Regions from separate parts of the Mus musculus genome. Here regions 1, 2 and 3 are each linked to region 4. Evidence: chromatin contacts called from public HiChIP or PLAC-seq and promoter capture Hi-C data. All regions are on one chromosome and are shown on one strand. The core of a region is the stretch at or near the end of the contact, and the rest is flanking DNA. Distances in the headings are between cores, read along the strand shown.

Evidence for each region. HiChIP or PLAC-seq counts read pairs in DNA pulled down with a chosen protein or histone mark. Capture Hi-C pulls out chosen DNA fragments and counts their contacts.
Region 1: a contact with region 4 is called in an H3K27ac HiChIP or PLAC-seq map of microglia, with 6 times the contacts expected there. The contact joins the promoter of Atxn2 here to the promoter of Camkk2 in region 4. A contact is called at or near these places in 2 of 39 promoter capture datasets (embryonic stem cells and pre-B cells), 1 of 484 Hi-C or Micro-C datasets (embryonic stem cells) and 2 of 115 datasets of contacts at active chromatin or transcription factors (microglia and stem cell-derived neural progenitor cells).
Region 2: an H3K27ac HiChIP or PLAC-seq map of microglia shows a contact between it and region 4, with 6 times the contacts expected there. The contact joins the promoter of Adam1b here to the promoter of Camkk2 in region 4. A contact is called at or near these places in 1 of 39 promoter capture datasets (cranial neural crest) and 1 of 115 datasets of contacts at active chromatin or transcription factors (microglia).
Region 3: a contact with region 4 is called in a promoter capture Hi-C map of adipose tissue, with 2.6 times the contacts expected there. The contact joins the promoter of Trafd1 here to the promoter of Camkk2 in region 4.

What each region holds. Positions count from the first base shown.
Region 1 is chr5:121,710,169-121,712,868 of GRCm38.p6, forward strand. It overlaps Atxn2 (ataxin 2), which reads left to right and starts at 1,441. Exons shown (of 25, transcript NM_009125.2): 1 at 1,441-2,108. The coding sequence starts at 1,468.
Region 2 is chr5:121,502,117-121,504,816 of GRCm38.p6, forward strand. Adam1b (a disintegrin and metallopeptidase domain 1b) reads right to left here and starts at 1,319. Exons shown (of 1, transcript NM_172125.3): 1 at 1-1,319. The coding sequence starts at 864. It also overlaps a transcript of Tmem116 not described here.
Region 3 is chr5:121,384,222-121,386,921 of GRCm38.p6, forward strand. Trafd1 (TRAF type zinc finger domain containing 1) reads right to left here and starts at 1,394. Exons shown (of 12, transcript NM_001163470.1): 1 at 1,304-1,394. It overlaps Gm42020 (predicted gene, 42020), which reads left to right and starts at 1,292. Exons shown (of 2, transcript NR_168130.1): 1 at 1,292-1,623; 2 at 2,253-2,669.
Region 4 is chr5:122,778,063-122,780,762 of GRCm38.p6, forward strand. It overlaps Camkk2 (calcium/calmodulin-dependent protein kinase kinase 2, beta), which reads right to left and starts at 1,348. Exons shown (of 17, transcript NM_001199676.1): 1 at 1,190-1,348.

The sequences.
Region 1 (2,700 bases), core at 191-2,690, 1.1 Mb before region 4:
CAGGGCTGTTACACAGAGAAACCCTGTCTCGGAAAAAACCAAACAAGAACAAAAACCACCACCGACAAGGTCATACTTATATTGCTTATATATGTGTGGCACAATCCAAGGGTGGAGGGCTGGGGACAATTCCAAGCATTTAAGTTTTCTTCTTCCACATGCCAGCTCCAGGGTTGAGAGTTAGGTGGTGAGCTTAGGCAGCCTGGGCCTTTACCTTCTGAGCTATCTGCTAGCTACTTAAAAAAAAAAAAATCCATGTAGACCAACAAGTCTGGAACTCAAGAGATCCAGTTGCCTGTCCAGAGCTGGGATTAAAGGCATGTGCCATAACCAGGGGTAACTCTTCATTGAATTGCCCCTTCTTGAGACTGGGTCTCTTGTAGCTTAGCCTGGCCTAGAATTCCCTCATGAAGGTGAAGATGACCTTGACTGTCTAATCCTCCTTCCATTTCCCAAGTGCTCGTACTACAGGCAAGAACACCATGCCTGCCTTTAATTCACTGGAATGACTTTAATAGGTTGAGGGTTTTTTTTTTTCCCTCGGCCCATCACCTTCTTAAGCAATTTCACTTAGAAAAGAAAGAAAAAAAAAAAAACCAATTTAAACTCATTTGAAAAAAGTTAACCATTTGTTTCCAATTTAATTACAACACCTTAAAAAAAAAAACGGACCAGTGTTTGGTGGCCTTCCCGAGTTAAAGTAAAAGTTTTTAAAAGGGGTCAAGGTCTAAAGTTGACATTCTTGGGAAAGTCTGTTTAGTCTTCACCGAGGGAGACCCCATCACCCAGTTCTACTACCAATCAGGTCCATTTCCCTTCGGGTCCCCTGAAGGAGGAACTAAGAAGTCCGAGCGAGCTAGGGGGAAAAAAAAAAAGAGGGTTCAAATGAAGGTCAGAGACCCAACAGTTCGCCGGGGTGAATAAAGTGGGGCAAAGTGAAGCAGCTGGCGGTGGCTTCTGAGGCGGCAAGCTTCCCCACGCTGGCAGGGCAAGTCGGCACGCAGTGGCACCTGGGGGCCTACTGTGTGCCAGGCCCCGATTGCAGGTCCCCGCCCCGAAGGTGCCCGCAGGCCATCCTCTAAGTTGTGATTTGGTGGGGTGGGGGTGGGGTGAAATCAAGGTCCTCCAAGGGGGTCGAGGACACCCGAGCAGCTCACGGCGCCCGTCCCCGAAGCAGATCCCGAAGTTCAGACCCGCCTTGGCGAGGGCGGATCCCTCCTGGCCCCCTCCACGGCCCTAGTTCGACCCCGGGGAGAGCGAACGCGGCCCAGCGCTGCGCCCCGCTCCTCACGTGTCCCTGATCGGCCCCCCGGGCCGTCTCACGTTCGACTTCCGCCTGACCCTTCCGACTTCCGGTAAAGAGTCCCCCCCCCCACCCCCGACACCTCCCCCGCCCCGGGTCTGTTTCGCATCTCCGCGCCCTCCAGGCCCGCGTCAACCCCGTCCGCGTCCGCCAGCCCGGGTCCCATGCGTTCGTCCACCGCCGCCGCTCAGCGGCCCGCGGCGGGGGACCCCGAGCCGCGCCGCCCGGCGGGCTGGGCCGCGCGGCGCTCGCTCCCGCGGACGGCGCGGCGCGGCGGGCGGGGCGGCGCGGTGGCGTATCCCTCCGCCGGCCCTCCCCCGCGCGGCCCCGGCGCCCCTCCCCGCGGGCCGCGCTCGCCACCCTGCGCCTCAGACTGTTTTGGTAGCAACGGCCACGGCGCGTCCCGGCCCGGCTCCCGGCGGCTGCTCGGTGTCTGCGGGCCTCCCCGCCCCTTCGTCGTTGTCCTGCTGCCTCTGGCCCCCGCGGCCACGCCGGCCCGCGCCTGCCCGCCCGGCGTCCGCGCGTCCCCGCCGCGCTCCGGCGTCTCCTCCTCGGCGCGCCCGGCACCCGGCTGTCCCCGCCCGGCGTGCGAGCCGGTGTATGGGCCGCTCACCATGTCGCTGAAGCCGCAGCCGCAGCCGCCCGCGCCCGCCACTGGCCGCAAGCCCGGCGGCGGCCTGCTCTCGTCGCCCGGCGCCGCGCCGGCCTCGGCCGCGGTGACCTCGGCTTCCGTGGTGCCGGCCCCGGCCGCGCCGGTGGCGTCTTCCTCGGCGGCCGCGGGCGGCGGGCGTCCCGGCCTGGGCAGGTGGGTGTCAGCTCCCCCAGCCCCCTCCGCGCCGGGCCGATCCCGCGCCGCTCGTCCCCTCCCCCGCCTCGCGCCCCGTGACCGGCCGGCTTCGCGATGTGCCGGGGGGCCCGCGGAGGGGCGGGAGGCGCCGGCAGATTCCTTCGGGCTTCTCGGGCCGTGTCCAGCCTCCCGCACCATCGCGTCCCCTCCCCCCAGACGGCCAAGATGGACGGCCCTGGCGGCCCCCTGCCCCTCCCGGGTGTGCCAGGGGCGATTGGTATCCCGCCCCACCCCCTTGCTGCGCCCCCCCCCCCGATAGAAGGGCGGCTGAGCCTGGGTGCGGGTCGCAGGGGGTGGGGGGATCCTCTCCTGAAATGAGCCTCTTTGCCGGGTGGGGAGTCGGGAGGGAGGAGGGGAGATTGAGGCCCAGCCGCCCCAGGTAGGGTCAAGCCGGGTGTCCTGCATATCTATCCCCCGCCCCGCAGACCCTGGGAAGGTGGGCGACGGAGGCGAGGTGGGTGCCAGCGGCCTAACGCACCCATCCCCCTTTAGATCTGGGGCGGCGGGGTTCCCGCAGCGGGCCGTTCTTCCCCTCCCCCCCCCCAACTGG
Region 2 (2,700 bases), core at 69-2,568, 1.3 Mb before region 4:
CCTGACCCGGCCCACGAGTTTCTCCTGTCTCCAGAAGTTGAAATTCCTGAGTGTGGTCTGCAGGTCCACTGGGACCTCTATCGGGTCCCCCTCTGTCCAGATTTCCAGGCCCACCAGCACCACCTCTGTGTTTATCCCCCTAGTGAAGCTGTTGGCCAGAGCAATGATGTCCATTACTGCCTGGACCGTCTCGTTGATGTTACTGCCCCACATCTGGAACCGCTGGTGGTTGACCACCACAAACATCTCCACATACTTGGTGTGTGACCACCAGTCAGTCAGAACCAGTAGGTCATCGGGCTTCCTGCTCCTTGGTGGATGGCTGGTGTCCCCAGGGCTGTCTTTGGGAGTGACACTGCAGGAGACCACAGGCTGATGCTCCATGGTGTAGAGGACATGTTCAAAGTTTTTGGAAGAGAGCATGGGCTCAATGCCATAGGATGTTTCCTCTTTAATCAAGACCCCCCTGAGGCCTGAACAGATGTTGACAGAAACAAAGGAGCCTGGCACCCCTTCCATGTAGCCTTCATAGTGGCAGTCCTGGGAGAGGAGAGGCATTTCTTGCCTCAGGATGCCATTGTGGTAACTGTAGACTGGGAAGTTATTCTCAGGGTAGTGTCCCTTTACCTCGAGGTGAAGCAGCTGCTTTTGGCCTTGCATCAATAGCATGTAGGACACCTTCCCTCCAGGGTCTTTCCCCCCCTTGCCTGGCAGTCTCTCAGGGATGACAGTTTCATAGGAAGAATTATATACAGATCCAATGTCACAGAACGTGCTCGGGAGAAAAATTATTGCCAAGAGCAACATGGCCACCAGCCTGATACACCAGTGCTCTGGGATTTTCCCCAGCTTTAGTCGCTCCATCTGGGGAGGCCAAGTCTGACGTGTTCCTCCAACCTCTTACAAAGCCGCATGGGGCTCTACTTGAAAGAGAACGTGGACGCTGAATGTCTCGCTGTGGCTGAGTCTGCCATGATCCTTCTGACTCAGCTGATTCAGTGGGGCCTGCGTGTTGAATGTCAATGACAGCAGTAGCTCTCCTGATCTGGAGGCCCGGGTATTATCCCTACATCGATGCTGCGTGTTTTAAGTGTTGGTTCCTCCCCACCTCCGTGAGCTCAGCTTTCTGGCTAGGTCTTGTCCTGGTGACTCTGACCTCTGTGACCTTTCAGACAGTTTCTGTTCTTGGTTGCTTCTTTCAAAGTCAGCTCCTGTACGCCATCTCTAAGTCCTTTTGACAAGATGGAGAGAGGTGCCTCTACTACAGTGTGGGACTGTACCTTGACTGTACCTGACTCAGCAGGAGCCACACACGGAACACCCCTCCCCCACTGCTCTCAACTCTTCCTGTTGTCAGTTGCTCAGCTAACCCCAAATGTTCCAAATCAAGGAGCTTGGAGATCCCCTAGGTGGGCATACTCTGTTATATCTGTTTCCTGACCTCCAAGACCCTTGCTCTGTAGACAGGAGCGTTCTAACCCAGGGCAGGTTTTGAGCTCTGAGAAGTGTGATGGATAATCACAGATTTAGGAGACCAGACTGAGAGGTCAAGCCCCTGAGCTGTATGATGGAGCACAGAGGAGCTAGGGGCGCGGCCTGTGGAGAAGAATAGCATCGCCCTTCACAGCCTCCAGACCCAGTTTCTCAGAGGCCATGGAAGATGCATGGTAGCCTCCTGCTAACATGTCCACAGTAGCTGGCATCTCAAAGGCCTAGCCCCAACACACTGATTCCCTAAGGTTATGTGTGGTTATATGTGTGTCTTTGTTTATGTGCTAGTGTTGCGCCAGGTCGCCTGAAACTCTTAATCTTCCTCATGGTCCTGGCAGCTTATAAGATTACATGTGTTAGCCTTTCTTCTAGCCTCTATGTACCCATGTGTACACGGGTCACATGAGCTGAACTCATTCAGGTGTGCACACAGACACACTAAGTCTTCACACGATATCTTATTTGTGTATCTTATGGGACACAGTACATTAATCTTACATATATAAACATGTATGATAAAGGGGGAGTGCTTTTAGTCTATAAGTGGCACACCACAAAACCTCTCAAAGCAGTGGCTGGCTCCTCCTTCCCACCCCAGCCTACAGCCAAAGTAAAATGCCACTTCAGGAATTGTTAAAAATGGCAGCTCCTGTCAAAATGGCCCCAACAGGACATCTCAGCCAACAGCCAGCACTGGAGCCTTTCCCACCTCAGCAAGAGAGGCCCCTCAGGAGCTATCCATGGCCTACCACACCTCCTCTCAGCCTCTCTGAGCAGCCCCACAGACGTGGAGCAAAAGCCAGCTGAAGCCAGGAAGGACTCCCTAGCCTGACCCTTGGATGCAATGCAGGGAAAAGTGGGTGAAAAAGGCCACCAATCCCTGAGCTCCCAAGCTTAGGATGTGAGTCCTTGCAAGCAAGCCGCAGCCTTTCCTGGATTCATCCATCCCTTCTCCTCCAGGATTCTCCCCTTTAATAAATCTCCTTTATGAGTCTTACTGCATGGAGTGGCTTTCTCATCAGAAGAAACCGAGAAGAAAAGCTAGGAAAAGAAGAAGTGAAGAGAAGAAGGAGCAGGGCTGGGGCTCTCAAACTCCTCAGCTCAGTCAGGGGTACCCTCCCCTTGACCTGCAGCACCTCTGCTAAGGAGCCTTCCATGTCTCAGGATACCCTCCCATCCAAGCAGAGACACTTAACGGCATTTCCAGCT
Region 3 (2,700 bases), core at 144-2,643, 1.4 Mb before region 4:
GACTTACAAAATGTTGCCCCCCCAAGCCTTAAAATACAAAGAATTCCCTTATGCCCTTCACCCAACTTCAGTAAAAGTTAATGTTATTAAACCCTAATTCTTTTTTTTTTTTAAATTAAATGTAACCAATCCTCAGGCCTTCTTCAAATGTCAGTGAGGAGACCACTATCCCCCTTCTTGGTTCAGTTTCAGTCCTGGGTGACATAAAGCTCTTAGATGTTACTACTTACTCTAATTTGAAAGCTCTCTCTCGTGTCTAATCTCTCACAGCCTTGATCGGCTAATTAGTACCTTAATCAGAGCCTGCTAGCGAAGACTGGCAGTTACTAAGAGTTTCTAGCTACTGGCTAGCTATTTTGTAATCAATCCTTCCATTTGGGGGCGGGGGTTGTCTGGTGTTTTCTTGGACTAAATTCAGGCTCTACACATTTGGCAGGAGTATTCATCAAACTAGCAGGGGCTCAAGCGATACGGGGCTCTGTGTTCCCTGACCAGGCATAAAACTGGGCATGATGGTACATGCCTGTAAATTTACCACTAGGGATATAGAGACAGAAGAATCACAAGTTCAAAACCATCTTGGCGACTTAGTCAGTTCAAGGCCAACGTGGGATGGATTCGACCCTAGTTCCAAAAAAAAAAAAAAAAAAAAGCAAAACCAAATGTAAGCAGAGCGCTAATATTGGACATCTTATCAAATGGTACGACACTGCCTACTTAGGTGTTTCTCCTCGGTCAAATCTGAGGCCCTCCCACCCGGGCTCGCAGGGCAAGAGCAGTCAGCTCCAGCCCTTTCTCTCGCTTCCCGTCCAGGATACAAGGCAGCTCCGATGTTTACATCACTCCTTCCCACGACACAGAAATAGACTTCGGCACCGACTGCTAACAAAGCGGCAGGCTGATCTGGACACTGTCAAGTCACCCGCCAGCAGCCTCAGCGCCCGGGCAAACTGACACTGTTTAACGAATCCAAGAGTCCAGTGTAGCAAAGCCCGGAAACCAAGCAAAGGTTCGTTTTCAATAACCTAAGGTGAGTGTCTGCGGGAAAGCACACAGACAAAGAGGGCGGCGGGACGGACAGACAGACCTCTAGCGACGGCAGGGAAGACTCAGCAAACCGGGAGGCCGGGGGAGGCGGAGGCAGGCCGGGCCACACGCCACCGCGGCGCCTCGGGGAGCGGCCGCTCTGCGCTCCGCGGGCCCGGGCGGTTGGAGCGGGCCGAGCCTCCGCCTCCCGCCGCGAGCCTGCGTCACCGCCGCCACCTCCCGCCCCGCCCCGCCCCACCCCGCCGCCCCCGTTCACCTCCGAGCCCAGCGGGAACAGCACCGCCACCGCCGCCTCCGCCGCCCGGAGCCAACAACCGCCCAGCTGCCCAGCCGCTTCCCACCGTCGCCGAGGGCCACGCCCATTGGCCAGCCGTGGGGCCCTGATGGAAGTCCATTGGACCACAGCGCTGCCGTTTCCTCGGGTCCGCCTCCTCATCCTCCATTGGCTCACAGCTCAGGGGGCAGGTTCCGAGGGTCATTTCTCCGCTCCCCACACACACACCTCTGGAAGCGGTGGCATCTACATTGATTGCTAGGATGATGCAGGGCAAACGTGCAGATGAGCCTACGATGACGGTGGGTGGCGTTTGCGCTCTGTCATGGGCCATTAATACCCACACCTTGTCATCCTTGTCATCCTTGTCATGAACGCTTCCTCCTGCCACACCTCTTCGAGGTGTCAGAGATTCCGATGTGCCAGCCAGGGTCTCCTTGCCGGACCTGGTGGCTTCTTCCTGCACCTCCTACCTCATGGATACAAAGGGGCGGGGGGGGGGGGCGGGATTCTAAATCTAAGCTGGCGTGTAAACTGCAAACAACATACAGCTGTGGGACTGGAGAGACACGTCTCCACGGCTAAGAACGCTTGCTACTCTTGGAGAGTTTGGTGTTCAGCACCCACAACAGGTGTTTCAGAACCCCCTGTAAGTCCAGCTGTAAGTCAGGGTATCAAGAGATTAATCATCTCATCACCATCATCTCATCATCATCGTCGTCGTCATCATCGTCATCATCTTAACAAAAGCAGAGCACAGAGGCCCATGCTTTTAATCCCAACATTTTGTCCTCAACTGCCTATGTAGTAAGGATCACCTTAAACTCAATCAATATCCTCCTGCCTCCATCCCCGCCAGTGCTGTTTTTGCAGGCTGAGGCTACCGCATCCAGCTAATTGCCACATGCTTTTATTTCCCTCAATATTTTAGGGAACTGCGGGCTCACTGCTGGCTCTGCGACTGCTGCGGGTGCCCGTGTTTCTGTTTTGTTTGGGGCTTTGGTTGTTTTGAACTAGCAAACTGTTTCTGAACGCGATGGCATCGTTTAAAGTTCCCATTGGGAGTGGAAGAAAGTTCCAGATGCCCCCCCCCCACGTGTTCCCAGGGTGATATAAATACATCCTGAAGAAATAAACAAGAGAATGGCAGTCGTGTCTCCTGGAAACAACTCACAGTCCTCGATGTGAAAGTGACTCAGAGGCTCCTCTGGAGTTTACTGGGGGAGGAAAGGACAACTCAAGAGGAGGACAAACAGCGCGGAAATGCTGAGTTACCTCAGCTTCTGCCTCCTGCCTCCACCTTGGCTTAAAATTTTGGGTTTGTTAAAAATTAAAGATTTTGGCTCGGCATGGTAGCACACGCCTTTTACCCCCCTCCC
Region 4 (2,700 bases), core at 98-2,597:
TGGAACTCACTTTGTAGACCAGGGTGGCCTCGAACTCAGAAATGCACCTGCCTCTGCCTCCCGAGTGCTGGGATTAAAAGTGTATGCCACCATGGCCCGGCATATGACATTTTTGATGAAGTGTACAGCAGTAGAGTGTACAAGGAGGGGGATCGGGCAAACTGAAGCTGCTTCTGTACACTGATAGCACGATCTATTCTGAAACCGCAGTTTCTGTGGGTTTGGGAACAGCGGCAGCCCCTGCCACTTCCAAAGAACAAAGGAGCTGTGGGGAGGCAGAGCAATCCTCCTCTAGGTCCTGTGGGGGCAGAGTCAGGAGGAGGAGTAAAAGACATCATTAATGCCCCAGGGCACCTGAAGTTTCTACTCCAGGACTGGGGGAACATCACAGAGGAGGTTGAGGAAGGTAAAAGTTGCATCTAGGGTAATGAATGCGGAGCATGACCCACCCACCCCCAGATCAGGAGGCTGTTTGCCCATGGCACCTGAGATGTCCTCCACCCCCTGCTCCATCCCCCTGCAAAGTGCCACCTCTTCATCTCCAAGTGAGAGCAGCCGGGGAGGAGGCTGACAGAGCTGTGAAAACACCCCGTTTCCCAAACTGGGCATTCAGGGGGTGGGGAGAACCCTGGCATAGCCCCGGTGATAGCGGGGCACCACCACCCCAGGGCTGTGCCAGAGGGAGCCGGCAGGCACTCTTTATGCATCGCGCGCTGCAGCCCAGAGGTAAATTTAGGTCAAAAGGATCAAGTCGGCCTGTGAGGTCGGGGTGATCAGAGGGCAGACTCGGGTCCAAGCCCCTAGGACCAGGGTCCTCCCCGTGCCTGGCAGCCTGCGGAGGTGGGACGCTCCCGCGCGCTCAGGTTCCGCACCTGTCAAGCGCCAGGGGTGGCCTAGGCCATCGCTGGGATCCGGGACCGCCCTGGCCGGCGGACCTTGGTGCGGAACTCCTGGCCGGCTCCTGCCGCCGGACCCCAAGCGCCGCCCGGCTCCGGAGGCCAGGGGGAAAGGGGGCGCAGCCCTCCACGTGGCGGGGCGCGGGGCGGCGCACGTGGGGTCCCCTCGGGGCCCGCCTCTGGGCTGTGTCTGCCGGCTCCCGCGCGCGTCCGGGACCCAAAGACCCACGGGGAGGTTGCGTCCCTCCCCCACCCACCCCCGACTCAGCCCGGCCCGCCTCGGGCCAGCTCACCTGGGCTCCGCGCCGCCGCCTCCCGCGCTCTGCGCCCCCGGCTCGGCTTGGCTCGGCTTGGCTCGGCTCGGCTCGGTCCGGTTCGGCTCTCCACGGGAGGAGCCGCCCGGGCTTCGGCTCGCGCGCGGCGCGGCGGCGCCTCGGGCTCCTTGCTGATTGGCCAAGGACCCGGCGTGGAGCGCGCGTGCCCGCCGCAGCCTCGGCCGCGCGCGCCGGGTCCCGCGGAGACTTAAGTAGCGGCGGGGCGGAGGTGGAGGCGGGAGGGGGGGTGGGGGGAAGGAGGCGACAGGAAGCGAGGCCCGACTCGCGCAGGGGCGAACAGGCCGCAAGTTTGGGAGTGGGTCTCGGTTCCTGCGAGATGCTCCACGCCGCTTTGTCCCTGAGCGTGGAGAAGTTCCCCCAAAGGCGACGGGGGAAAACCCAGGAGCCGTCTGGCGGTTCCCTCCCTGGATTTCGGGGCAACGCCCATTATGGGGAAACCCTTCCGCAGCCACCACCCCTCTGACCACTGCTGCAGGCTCGCCCTAAAATGCATCACTCACTCTGAACAGCCCAGCGAAGTTCTAGGTCTCTCCACAAGACTGACCAAACATTCTTCCCCTTTTTGACGGTTTACTTTGCTGGAGCCTTAAAATATTTAGTCTCCCAGTTGGGTAACAACGGAGAAAAAAAAGGGTATTTCAAGGGCTCGCTCACCCGGTGGCCTTGGATGTGGGGGGCCGGTGAACTCAGACTCGGATGTTCACCAGTGGCTGTCTGCATGCATGTTTCTGCCGGCAGCCAAAGGGTTGAGATGTCAAATTCACTAAGAATTCAAAGCTCTTTGTCAACTGGGTCGATTTTCAGCCCTCAATAAATTATTGCCATATTTCTAGGCTGGGCACTCACAAACAGTCCCCAGGACCGGACAAATAAACTCAATGAGCGTTCTAATGAGATGACCACCTCTGATACTGCTAAGCGCTCTTCCATTTATTTGTTAGTAGTAGCAACTGGAGCGAGACGAAGTGGAATAGTACACAATAGTTAAAAGGACTGTTAGATCTATTTGTACCCCCACAGGAAAAGGAAAACAAAAACATGTAGCGTAAGACAGCAAGCTGCAGGAGACAGTATCATGCACAGTTTGCGTGTCTTTTTAAGCCCCACTCTTGACTGACTTCCTGAGGAGACATGAACAAATGCCTATTCACCCAAAATAGGGCGCCGACAACAGATCAAAAACATCCAAGCCCAGCTTGGTGAACCAATGGGTTTATTGGGCTTACTCATCTCCAGCATGGACAGTGACCTGCCAGAAGGAGTGTCTCCTTCGTTTACCCACCCCTTTATATTCTCTAGCATCTCCCGGGGCCAGGTGCTGTTGGAGGTCTGCACAGGAGGAGAGGCGGGAGCAACTGTAATCTCAGGTGAGGGTCTAATGACTCTCCCCATTTCTTCCCTAGAGGGTGGATAATAGCCTCTCTCCAGTAAGGGACGGGTGCAGAGGCAAGCACAGATGCTCTGATTTC